Linked DNA regions of Zea mays: region 2 is linked to region 1. A link is a contact called in public Hi-C data. All regions are on one chromosome and are shown on one strand. The core of a region is the stretch at or near the end of the contact, and the rest is flanking DNA. Distances in the headings are between cores, read along the strand shown. Region 1 has its middle 15 kb from the start of LOC103633352. Region 2 has its middle 53 kb from the start of LOC100381931.

Evidence for each region. Hi-C and Micro-C count contacts between places; a contact is called where the count stands out from the background.
Region 2: a contact with region 1 is called in a Hi-C map of tassel, with 6 times the contacts expected there. The contact joins two enhancer-like sites. A contact is called at or near these places in 2 of 25 Hi-C or Micro-C datasets (bundle sheath and tassel).

The regions. Positions count from the first base shown.
Region 1 is chr7:169,686,307-169,692,304 of Zm-B73-REFERENCE-NAM-5.0, reverse strand. No RefSeq gene overlaps it. Among protein-coding and RNA genes, the nearest start is that of LOC103633352, 15 kb to the right of the region's middle. Within about 2 kb of position 1,489, at least 19 of the 20 cell types and tissues checked have an H3K27ac peak or open chromatin away from gene starts, as enhancers often do. A contact at or near this core is called in bundle sheath and tassel, where this site is marked.
Region 2 is chr7:170,020,988-170,026,696 of Zm-B73-REFERENCE-NAM-5.0, reverse strand. No RefSeq gene overlaps it. Among protein-coding and RNA genes, the nearest start is that of LOC100381931, 53 kb to the right of the region's middle. Within about 2 kb of position 2,581, at least 18 of the 20 cell types and tissues checked have an H3K27ac peak or open chromatin away from gene starts, as enhancers often do. A contact at or near this core is called in bundle sheath and tassel, where this site is marked.

The DNA.
Region 1 (5,998 bases), core at 240-2,739:
GTCCGAACAATTGAGGCACACCTGTAATAATCGCATCAAGTAAAGTTGTATCGTTGGAATAATCTAAAAAAATAAACACGAGGGCGCATCGTGTCCTCTCAAATAGTAGGCCGAACGTCACTGGGCCTTAGCCGGGCCACGTATTACTCTGCTTGGGCCAAAATGAAACGGCACGCCGGCCATTTTGACATGCCTGCCTGGGAGCTCAGATTGAAAAGGGTTATCTATGACTGAAGACCCTGCGAGAGCAGCGCACGCGGTCTGGGCCGCCCGTGACCTACTGCAATAACCGATAAGAACGCAGCTGGGCCGCGCGAGCTTTCTGTTTGCGTTGGTTAAATGAGATAACGCGAGGCCAGTGGTTCAGGCCGCCCCCGTCCGTCTTGACACTGACATGTAGGGCTGGGCATTCGGTTTTTTTCTAAACTTCGGTTCGGTTTTTCGGTTTTAAAAAACTTCGGTTTTTCAAACATTAGAAACCGATCGGTTTTCTAGAAAATGAAAAACCGAGAAGTTCGGATTCGGTTTTTTACTTCGGTTTTTCGGTAAAAACCGAATACCAAACTTATAATCAAGACAATACATACAACAAGTTTACATGATAGATTACACATAATTTTAAAAAGAAAAAATTATATAGGTACAAATATTTAGATATACATCATACATCACATACAAATAAGTGAATAACAATTTAATTGTATCACACAATTAGTTCACATAATCGAATAGTCAAATTTGAGAATTGATAAAGTTTGGTATTCGGTTTTTTCGGTTCGGTATACGGTGAAAACCGATTACGATACCGAAAACCGAACTTCTTAGATACAAAAACCGAAACCGAACCGAACTACCAAAAAAACCGAAATTTCGGTTCGGTTCGGTACGGTTCGGTTCGGTTTTTGGTTTATGGTAAAAATGTGCCCACCCCTACTGACATGGACGTGTGGCCGCTCCATCTCGGCGTTCCGAACCTCTTGGCCATGCCATGCTGTCAAGCGGCACGTTCTCCACGCTGCCGGTCTACTTTACGAGCACAGTACCAGTACTACGAACCAGGACCACTTGTACTGGCTACTACTGTAGCATTATTGAATGTTGTACGTGGCCAGTTTTGAGTCCCGGATTTCTGGGTTTTTTTTTTCCACGCTCTTTTTATTTGCTTCCATGTTAGCGAGGACGAGGACGAGACGGGAAACTTGGTCCTGCACGCATATGGAAGTCCCAGGCTGTTTGCTTGAACCTCCTCCGCTCGGTAGGGCTGGTCGGCGTTATTCATCAGTCGTCGTCGCCGGTACGGACCCCGGTCCCCGGGTGTCCTCGCTGCAGCTACTGTCTCGGCTCGGGTGTCCTCTACAGCTGGGTTCGGCACCTTGAATAGAAACGCAGTGGCAAAAGGCTAAAAGAGACCAGTTGTGCTGTGGCCAGTGCCACAGCTTGGCCTCTCTTGTCGTACGTGTGAGCGTGTCTGGCACCGACCACGTGTCCTCCAGCGGCACCACAAACCCAGCTCTGGACTTGGCTGTCTCTGGATCACGCGGGCTAACAACTAGATCACCTCGTCCCGTGAAGCAACAGCCAACAGGCACGTGAATGCGAGTGCCTCCCAGACCGACCAGAGGGGTTCAGGTTACAAAGCCTGCTCTGTGCTCTCCGTCTAATTAAAACCGCCCTAGTAATTTCATTTCATAGTAGCTGGGACAGGCAGCCAAAACACGTACTGGATGGATTCTCGCCAAAGTGAGTGTGAATCACACGGGGGTGGCTCTGGCTTGCTGGCGCGAACCATTTCACATGACGTTGGACGTTGCCGAATCACACGAAAAAATACATATATTATATTATATCTGTGCTTGTATCGGTACAACCCTGAACTTTTCTATAAGACCCGTTTGCGTCTTTAGTTTCCCTTTTCCAATGACGATGCATATCGAAAAGTTTGGGAATCATTGTACGTCCCTTTTATTTATTTATTTATTTATTTCCCTAGCGAAAGCGTGGGCACCTACTACCAGATATCCTTCCTTTTAGTTCCGAATAAAACACGCCAGCGAAGATAGGTCACTTCGTCATCAATAACATAATAATGATCCTTAGCTACCGAATTCCAGATTCAGATGAGTCTACCCCCCCTGCTACGCTGCCATGTGGAGTGTAGGCCGCTTGACGCTGATGAATGAACTCGACAAGTTTACCCCCGCTGCACCCGTCCCACATACTACACAATTGCCAAAAAAAAAAAGGGTCCATGGTCCAAGGATGATATCTACTTTCAGTAATTGATTCGGGCCGGAATGCTGGATGCAGTGAGTTTGGATCTGCGTTCACTGTTCAACATGAATACCCAGCAAAATCCAGTTGGTTTGGAACTTTAGATGGAGTGGCAACTGGCAAGGCAAAGCCATTCTTTGTCCACGTGGCAGCTGGGCTTCTCGTCCGTGAGCGAGCAAAGCGTGTATCTGACACGCACCACGTGGTTGCCTCCGATCAATAATAAGTAGGGAATACTTTCTCCATCCTGTAAAAGTAGCTATATTGTTTTTTTCGAATAAAAAAATACTTTCAGTTTGAGTAATATGTAAAAATAGCACAGAGCCGGTAAAACTAAAAACCATGCACGGTTCCTCTCTCGAAAACCGAAATGGTATGGTACCCAACACTATTGCCACAGTATTTTTTTTAGGAGGAAGAGGAACCAACTAATGTTACAGTCACTCCAAACAAGCTAGATCTAGCTTGTACAATGACGCATATAATTCGTTCATGATCCTCTCTTTCCTCTACAACCCATGTTTGGTTAGGGGGGGGACCTAAACATCGAATGTTTGGATGTTAGTTAGAAATATTAAATAAAGTCTAAATTAAAACACTAATTATACAGATGAGAACTAAATGATAATACGAAGTACGAACCTATTTAATACTCGTAATAGGCATTCAAACATTCAATCTAACACGGTCTAAACTTTAGTAACCAAACACCCTTTTACTTTTAAACGTAAGAATTTTTTTCTTCTAACGAACCATCATCTTCCACTTTATTTAATATTGTACCTGGTAATGGCAGTACTAAACACAAGTGACAAGACAAAACTATCAGGTGAGTGAGTAGTGCCGCATCTCGGCATCTAGTTCAAGGGCCATGCTTATCCATTCCAGGGTACGCCAGCGATGATGACTTGGAAAATGCTCAATTATGGGGAGGGGGGGCACACACGTGACGGGAGTTCAAAAGCGTAGGGGGAAAAACTCCTCGCTTTGCAAGCACGTAACGGGAGCAGCGTATAGGGGGGCGCATCTGTTGGTCGCTTTAGATAGGTTGAGGTTGAGCAATTGAGCGCCTCGCGGTTCGAGCGTGTGCCGCTGAAAGAGGGAAAGCGTCCATTTCGAACCATCCGACATGCACGGTGCAAAGTACAGCCAGGATAGCAAGACGTAGGATGTAGTACCTGGATTGGATTGATCGATCTGCGCGCACACATACGTACATGTGTAGGCTCTTCGGAGCAATTTTTTTTTTCCTTCGAACGGACCTGTGCTTCAAAATGGCAACCCAGCTTGTTGTTGCGTCTTTGGTGATGGGTGGTGGCTGAGGTGAGTGAGCTAGCAAAAGGCTAACCGTTTTTCGGGAAATCACCAATCCAACTAGCATAGTAGTAGTAGCATTGCCGCCGCTGAGTTGACATATGGGTATGGAAACGAAAAAGAAACAGCAGTTGGCAGCATAACAGCTTCCGGTTTCAGTCACAGGGTGGCGGTCCGGAGAACTTGGCATTTTCATACATTATTCCCCTGTGATTAGTTACTAGCATGGCACGTATGTAAGGAGCCGGGCTTCTCATGCCCAGGCTAGATTCATGCATTATCTTTTTGTTTGGTTGTTTACATTAGTGAATTCAGACTAGATACATCTAGTGTTTTGTTGCTTAGTGTTTTGTTGCTTGTGCTGAAATATGTAATAAAGAAGGGTACAATAAATAAATCTCTAAATTTTATATAGCACAAGTAATATGATTTTGTTCAAAAAATCTCAAGTATATGAAACCGGTTTGTTGATTAAATCTATTAATTAAAAAATATAATGAAAAACGATTTAAAAAAGGTTTCATATTCTGTGCCCATGCATGCCGTCAGCTGCATGCATCCTGCATGGCTGGATACGCGCCTTGCGGTCATCTCCACGGAGCGTGGTCGGTCGGACGATTTTTGCATCCTCTAAAACTGTCTGCGTCCAACAGACAACCAATCATGACATGCTTATAAGACTCGCTGCACACGCCCGCACGCGAACCAAACAGCCGGATTATGTACAAGAAGATACTAGCTAGAAAGATAATCGATTGTTAGGCTTCGTGTCTGATTCTACGTTGGATTGGACCGGTGTTAAGAGTTCGTGTTTTCTTCTTGAAGAAACTCGAAGCTGCTAGTGTTATTCGTGGCACAGCAACGGCTCGTATCTCTCCAATGTGTGGTCACTGTAGCGTGTGTGGGTTTTGTAGTACGAAAGCAAGAAAAGTGGAGCATTTTTTTTTCTTTGTTATAATAGTGTGTGGGTTTTGTAGTACGAAAGCAAGAAAAGTGGAGCATTTTTTTCTTTGTTATAATACTTCCAGTGGCCACGAATGGTTCAATCTCTCGCGGATCCGAGATGGTACTTTTCGATCGTATATATATACACACGTGCCAATTTTTATTTCCAAATATATATTTGCAGCCAAGGTACAGCTTTGTAGAATTTTTTTCTTTTTTTGTTACGAAGACTTCTTTCACTCAGGCTCTTTCCTGTAAAGTCAATATTTAGCGTACGGCAGCGTCTGATACCGCTCCAAGTGCTAAACCAAATGCTAAAATATATCAGATATTGTTCAGCTCCTATATTTGGCGGCGGATCCTCTATCCCTCGAAGACGCAAGACAACGAGGCTGAGTGGGTACAAGGCTGTGAATGGATGAGATCCACGCAGAGGGGACGTTGAAATAGTTATTTTAATTAATTATTTAATATAGAGAATATCGTTGCAGAGTGAAGATATAAATAACAGAATCTTTTAGTATGATCTGTAAATGATAGATAATATTTCTTTAAAGAATGAAATTTATAGTATATTTAGAGGACAAAACCTTTTTTTCACTTGAAAACTGTTCGAAAGTACGAAAACCATCTGCCATGAATCCATGATGTGTGGATGTGTTCCAAGCCATCCTTGTTTTTGAGCACGTGCGGGCACCAACCTACCTACCAACCAATTAACCAAATATCCTCGCTCACTAGTCCCGACTATAAAGCCTCCGTCCGAGATCAGTGGCTTTCGCCAATAATGACGCCTCCAAACCAATCCAATCCAATCCCACCCCTCCTCTATGCTGAGACTGAGAGTGGTTCTGTGCCGGGCACACTGACCGGCGAGGCCACGATCGTCACGTCGGACCAGCAAAGACTGTAGCCAGGTACGAGTACGACCGGGGCGCGGCGTCGACACGTCCCCCAGACCCAGATGCCTTCCCGTTGCCGAAAGCAACCTGACACGTTCAACATGCGGCCCATCCCGCGCTGCTGGTGCCGGTACTGTGGTAGTACTACCGACACGTACGCCGGAGCCACGGCGGCTGGAAGGAAGAACCGTGCCGTGAAAACCCTACCCCGCCACCTGCCTTCTTCACCTTCGCCTTTTGCGGAGACCGTCGGGGGGCGAGGGTCGAGGTCCAAAGAACCCCGAGGAAAACGACCCCAGTTTCTAGACGAACACACGGCGAGCAGTTTAGACGTCGCTGGCTAGAGAGAGCGACAGGTGTAGGAGTAGGAGGAGCTTGCTCTCATCATCCTCTTCTAATTCTAGCTTCCCCTTTTTTAACCTCTCGTGTAGTAAGTAGCTCGCTCTATGGCTGCCGCAAACCTGTGACGACAGCGATGTTAGGATTTATGGGCTTGGTGAAAGGGAATTAGGCTTACACCTAATTCCTAAATAATTTTGGTGGTTGAATTGCCCAACACAAATATT
Region 2 (5,709 bases), core at 1,332-3,831, 330 kb before region 1:
TGTTGTAGAAGGTGACGGCCATTGAGCTAGCTTGGATCGTCGACACACCCCCTACCTGGCGCGCCAGCTGTCGGTGTTTTGGGTCCGACCGCACACCCGGGGTTGCCCCTCAAGGTGTTTTTAGGAGTAGGACGGTGTCGACAACTGTAGCAAAATGGTTCGTGCCGATTGCACGAGGGACAGAGGACAAGGTTTACAGGTTCGGGCCGCTTAGAGATGCGTAACACCCTACGTCCTGGTGAGTATGCTTGGTGGACAAGGTTACAAGAGAGTTCTCTGAGTGCCGAGAGTTGACGCGGGTGACTAAGTAATAGGGTCGATCGATCTGAAGGGGTGCCCCCTAGGCCTTATATACTCGACCGTGGGGCAATACATGTGGATATGATAACTATGTGTAGCTACAAGATAGTGAACTGTTTGAGTTTATCTCCCTGTAGTTCTGCCGACCTATCCTCGCATGGCTCCGTTGCATGGGGGCTCCAGCGCGGGAAAGTCGGATCTTTGTTGTGGTCGCTCGCTCGACGTTGTGGGCCGTCCGGGTTCGCACCAATCCGGCCCTGTGTCAAACTGCTTTGCTGATTGTTCCTCCCCAGGCCCACGAAAGAATGACCTTATGATTTATTGGGCCCCTGGGCCTTTGGTGAGGTCTTTTACTCTTTTAGTGGACCCGGGGGATATCTATCCCCCACAGGATGGATATTAGGTTAGGTCATGTTTGTTTACTCTCTAGATTATATAATCTAGCTTAAATAAGTTGAGAGATAAACAAACAACACAAATTATTGGATGGATTATGTAATCTCAATACCTAGATTATAATAATCCATTAGCAGGTCAATAGATGCTTATATAATCCATAAGCTGGATTATATAATCCCGGATGTTTTTGTTAAGTAACCTAGTTAGGGTTATGTGGGCAAATATCTGATTTGCCCCTGAGGGGTCTCACATCTCTATATAAGGAACCAGTACACCCCCTCATAATACATAGAAGAGAAAGTGGCCAAAGGCCTAACCTTACATCGTGTCTCGTGTGTTTCCTCTGTCGTGCTTCTGGGAAGAGATATGGGTCTTTCACGACTTTTCGCGCCTAATCTGCTGACGGGAGGAAAGAGTGCGGATCTGGTGATCCGTCGTAACGCTTTTATTTTTATCTTCTAAAGCCCTGATAAGTGAGAAGAATAATAGTTCATGATTTGATGCACCATGACCCACGGGTGCGGGTGCTTGCCGACTGGAGGGCGGAATAGGGCCGACGGCCCAGTGCGCCACGACGCAGGACGCGACAAATCCTGAAGCCGAACTGATGACCAGCGCGAGCAAGCGACGATACTCCGTGCGGGCCGCGCGGCGAAGAGCCGAAGGCGCGCCGGCCTTCTTCAGCTACCAGGCCTTAAGTAGGCTGCATATGACTGGGCTTTGAATACAGAGTTACGAAGCGTCAAGCTTTTAAAATGCATTTCTAGCATCTTAATATTGTCCAAATATGTCATTTAAATCAACAGACTCTTAAAAAGCATTTTGAACACTCTAATATTATTCAAGTGCGTCGCTTATTAGATCTATAGCGGTTCGTGATCTAGCGTTTGGCCTACGTGGCATCGATAGTGTGGTGACCAGTCGGCTGCTACACGCGTGAGGTAGTTTTGGACTAAGAAAATAAGAAGAGCCTTTTGTTCCTCATTTTCAGCTTTACGGCGGGAGGTGGATGCATGAATGGCGAAAGAAGATGGTGGTGACAGTGTCATGTATGGTCACGCGTTGAGCATTGCAATGCAAACTGATGGCACCTGGTGATCGACAGCTAGCTAGCTTCGGTGAGATATATTAGCATCAGCAGCGGCAGCTAGCGGAGAGCCGAAAGCTCACTGACCAAGCGATCGAGCGAGCCAGCAACCGACTGGACAAGGATACCTGGCATGTATCCGTATGATCCTGTAAAAAAGTAATTGTACAGGACTTCTTCGTACAGTTTTTCTCCCAGCCTTGCAGGTACTAATAGAAAACTAGCCGCGTGTTTATAGCTCCTAGCTATAGGATTCGTGCGGCAGTCTTGGCTAGCACCTTGTGAATTGTCATGGCCACCTCGAAATCAACCAGGTATAGATCAGGTTGCTTCGGTTTTGACTATGACACAGTGGCAATTGTTTCTTGATTTCCATTCCATCTGATTTGTCCTTTTGGACTACCTGCTCCCTCTCGCTGGTAGTGCCTTCTCCTTCCGCCATCGCTTTCCCATCTCCTCCAGCGTTCGGCCCCTAGTCTCTCTCAGGGAGGTCCCAGGTGAAGAAGAACACCCACCCCTTGACAGAGACAGGTGGAGATGACGCCGGTGGTTGCACGCCACGCCGACCGCGAATCCCAGCGCGCGCACCTGCCGCGGGAATAGGGAATATGGGCTGTGTCATAATCATTCGAATTGAAAAACTAATTTTAGACAGAAAAGTTAGCTAAAGTGTGATAAATTAGTCAGCGAACCATACCCTGTATCTCTGAGGTGTACACGCTCGTAATTGGGCCAAGTCCGATAGAGAAGAATGCGACGTAGGCCTAGGTGGATGCAATGCACAAAGCTACGGCCCACGACGGCGAGGCCCGTTCTGAGGCCGATGAGCGAGCCCACCATGTCGCCTGCGCTGCACATCGCAGCTATAGATTGCCAATAAGTACAAGGCTTGCAAGCCCGGCATGAAACCCGTTGTTTAGGTCCGGTCCGAACCTGGCATGACCCAGTTTTATGCGTGCCCGGGCTGGCCCGACACGAATAAGCGGGCCAGGCTCGGACTGGAAACTAGGCACGGTGGACTAGCCCGGCACGGCCCGTTTACCTCTAAGCCCGTTAAACCCGCTTTTTTACACTAAAATGTTCTTACCAGCCCGCATAGCCTGCTTTTCGGCCCACTTTTTTCGTGCTAAACGGACCGGGCTCGGACAGGAAATTGAGCCCGCGTGCTTAGACGGCCTGGCTCGGTTTTCTAACCGTGTCTGGCGGGCCGGGCCCAAAACGGGCCGAGCTTCACCGGGCCCGGCACGGACAGCCCTGAGGGGGTGCGGCGGGTGCGGCCGCACCGGGCCCCCAAAAACAGAGGGGCCCTCGGGCCACTTGACGTTAACACTTTTTTCCCGCTAAGTATATCTACCCTAGACATAAATACGCAAGAGCGATGCACTATCGATCAGTTTCGTTTAGATTGTTAAACTAATGTCTCAATTACTTATCTAATATTCATTTCGTTCCAAAATAGTATTTGTTTGAACTCTTGATTTTTATATCTATATTCAATTAGATGATGAGGAATCAACTAGAGAAGCAAAATAAATTCTATTTTGATACAGAGAGAGTATTATTTACTATACACATGATGGTTGCATCGACGGAGAGATGATTTTTAAAATTGAAATATTTTTTGAACTATTTAAGGTCAACAATGACTTAAGAGAGGTTAAATGGTTTGGCGATTATATGTATCTAAAAGAAGTTGTTGGATGAGATTGATCTTAATGGTATAAGCGATGATTTGTATCACAAAATGTTAGGAGATATTTTTAATGACATCAGATAACAAGTATGTGTTTTTGCTATATTTTATATTTGTTATCTTATAAATATTGAATATTATATATATTATGTGTGGATGGGGCCTCCATTTCGGATTTCGCATCCGACCCCTAAAAGTCAGGAACGGCTCTGAGACCCGGGCCGAGCGGCCCGTTTGGCCATTTCTAATCGCAGCAGAGGGCGCCGTCCGACGCGGATGCGGTACAACAGAAGCCGCCTGCGCTGCACTATAGTACATGTGCACCCATCCTGGCTTCCTGCTCCCGAGATTGTAGGTTCAGCGCATGCTCATCAGTCATCACTCATCAGCATGGCAGGCTGGCAGTTTGGGCGTCCTCGCACGCATGATGAGTCGATGACGGGTCAAATAATGTGTTACTCAGTCGTACATGAAATACTATACACTATTGGGTGTTTGGTTTGAGTAATCAATCCATCCAAAATGATATGGTGTATGATGTGTCTATTCCTTAAATTTGGTGGAATGACTTTATTTCTTATATTAGTACTAACTAACTATGAGAAATAGGGTGGTGATGGATCAATTTATCCATTCCAAAAACCAAATAAAAAATATGAGGAGTGAGAAGATGATAGACTAGCTCATTTCCCAAACCAAACACCCCATATATATACAAGATCATTTGTTTTTGGATAGGAGCAATGTATAGCTTGATAAAGAAATCCAAGTTCATGGTATCACTCATCGCACTATCGTCATGGCCGACATTGCCGCCGCTATATAGCACGATGCCACGACCAATCTCTGCACCATTGAGTAAAAGGCTACTGACGCCACACGCCATCACGATGTTGTGGTGACCGCCAGACGAAGCAAGGCAAGACGTGGCTGTTGGCTCCACGACGACATCGTTGGTCAGAGTGTGCCCTAGCCGTCGTAGCAGACGCGCAGCGCCACCTTAGGAAGCCGACGTTGTTGCTCTCAATGTTGATGGCGATGACAATGCTGTCACAAATGGTCAGAGCTAGAGGCAGCTCAGAGTTTGTGTCAGTGATCAATGGCAGTTGAGTTGGAGGACATGTATGATTTCATTCACACACACACCTATTCCACATTATAAGACTATACGATAGAGGACATACCGTTGTACAAGGCTATGTGAAAGTCGCCTAGAGGGGGGTGAATAGGCAAATCTGAAATTTATAAAGTTTAAGCACAACTACAAGTCGGGGTTAGCGTTAGGAATATAAACGAGTCCGAAAGAGAGGGCGAAAACAAATCACAAGCGAATAAGAGCGGATGACACGGTGATTTGTTTTACAGAGGTTCGGTTCTTGCAAACCTACTCCCTGTTGAGGTGGTCACAAAGACCGGGTCTCTTTCAACCCTTTCCCTCTCTCAAACGGTCACTTAGACCGAGTGAGCTTCTCTTCTCAATCAAACGGGACACTAAGTCCCCACAAGGACCACCACACAATTGGTGTCTATTGCCTTGATTACAATTGAGTTGGAAACAAAAAAGAAGGAAGAAGAAAAGCAATCCAAGCGCAAGAGCTCAAATGAACACAAATGTCTCTCTCTAGTCACTAATTTGTTTGGAGTGATTCCGGACTTGGGAGAGGATTTGATCTCTTTGATTGTGTCTTTAAATGAAGTCTAGAGCTCTTGTATGAGGTTTGATGGCTGAAAACTTGGATGCATTGAAGTGTGGTGGTTGGGGGGTATTTATAGCCCCAACCACCAAAATGACCGTTGGTGGAGGCTGCTGTCGTATGGCGCACCGGACAGTCCGGTGCGCCACTGGACACTGTCTCGTGCGCTAGCCACGTCACCAGGCCGTTGGGTTCCGACCGTTGGAGCTCTAACAAGTGGGGCCACCGGACAGTCCGGTGGTGCACCGGTCAGTCACTGTTCACTGTCTGGTGCGCATTCTGGCGCCTGCTCTGACTTCTGCGCGCGCAGTCGACACTGTTCATTGTTTACTGTACCGTTGCAGACGACCGTTGGCGCGAGTAGCCGTTGCTCCGCTTGGTGCACCGGACAGTCCGGTGAATTATAGCGGAGCGGCCTCCCGAATTCCCAAAGGTGGCAAGTTTGGAGTGGAACTCCCTGGTGCACCGGACACTGTCCGGTGGCACACCGAACAGTCCGGTGCGCCAGACCAGGGCTGCCTTTGGGTTGTCTTTTG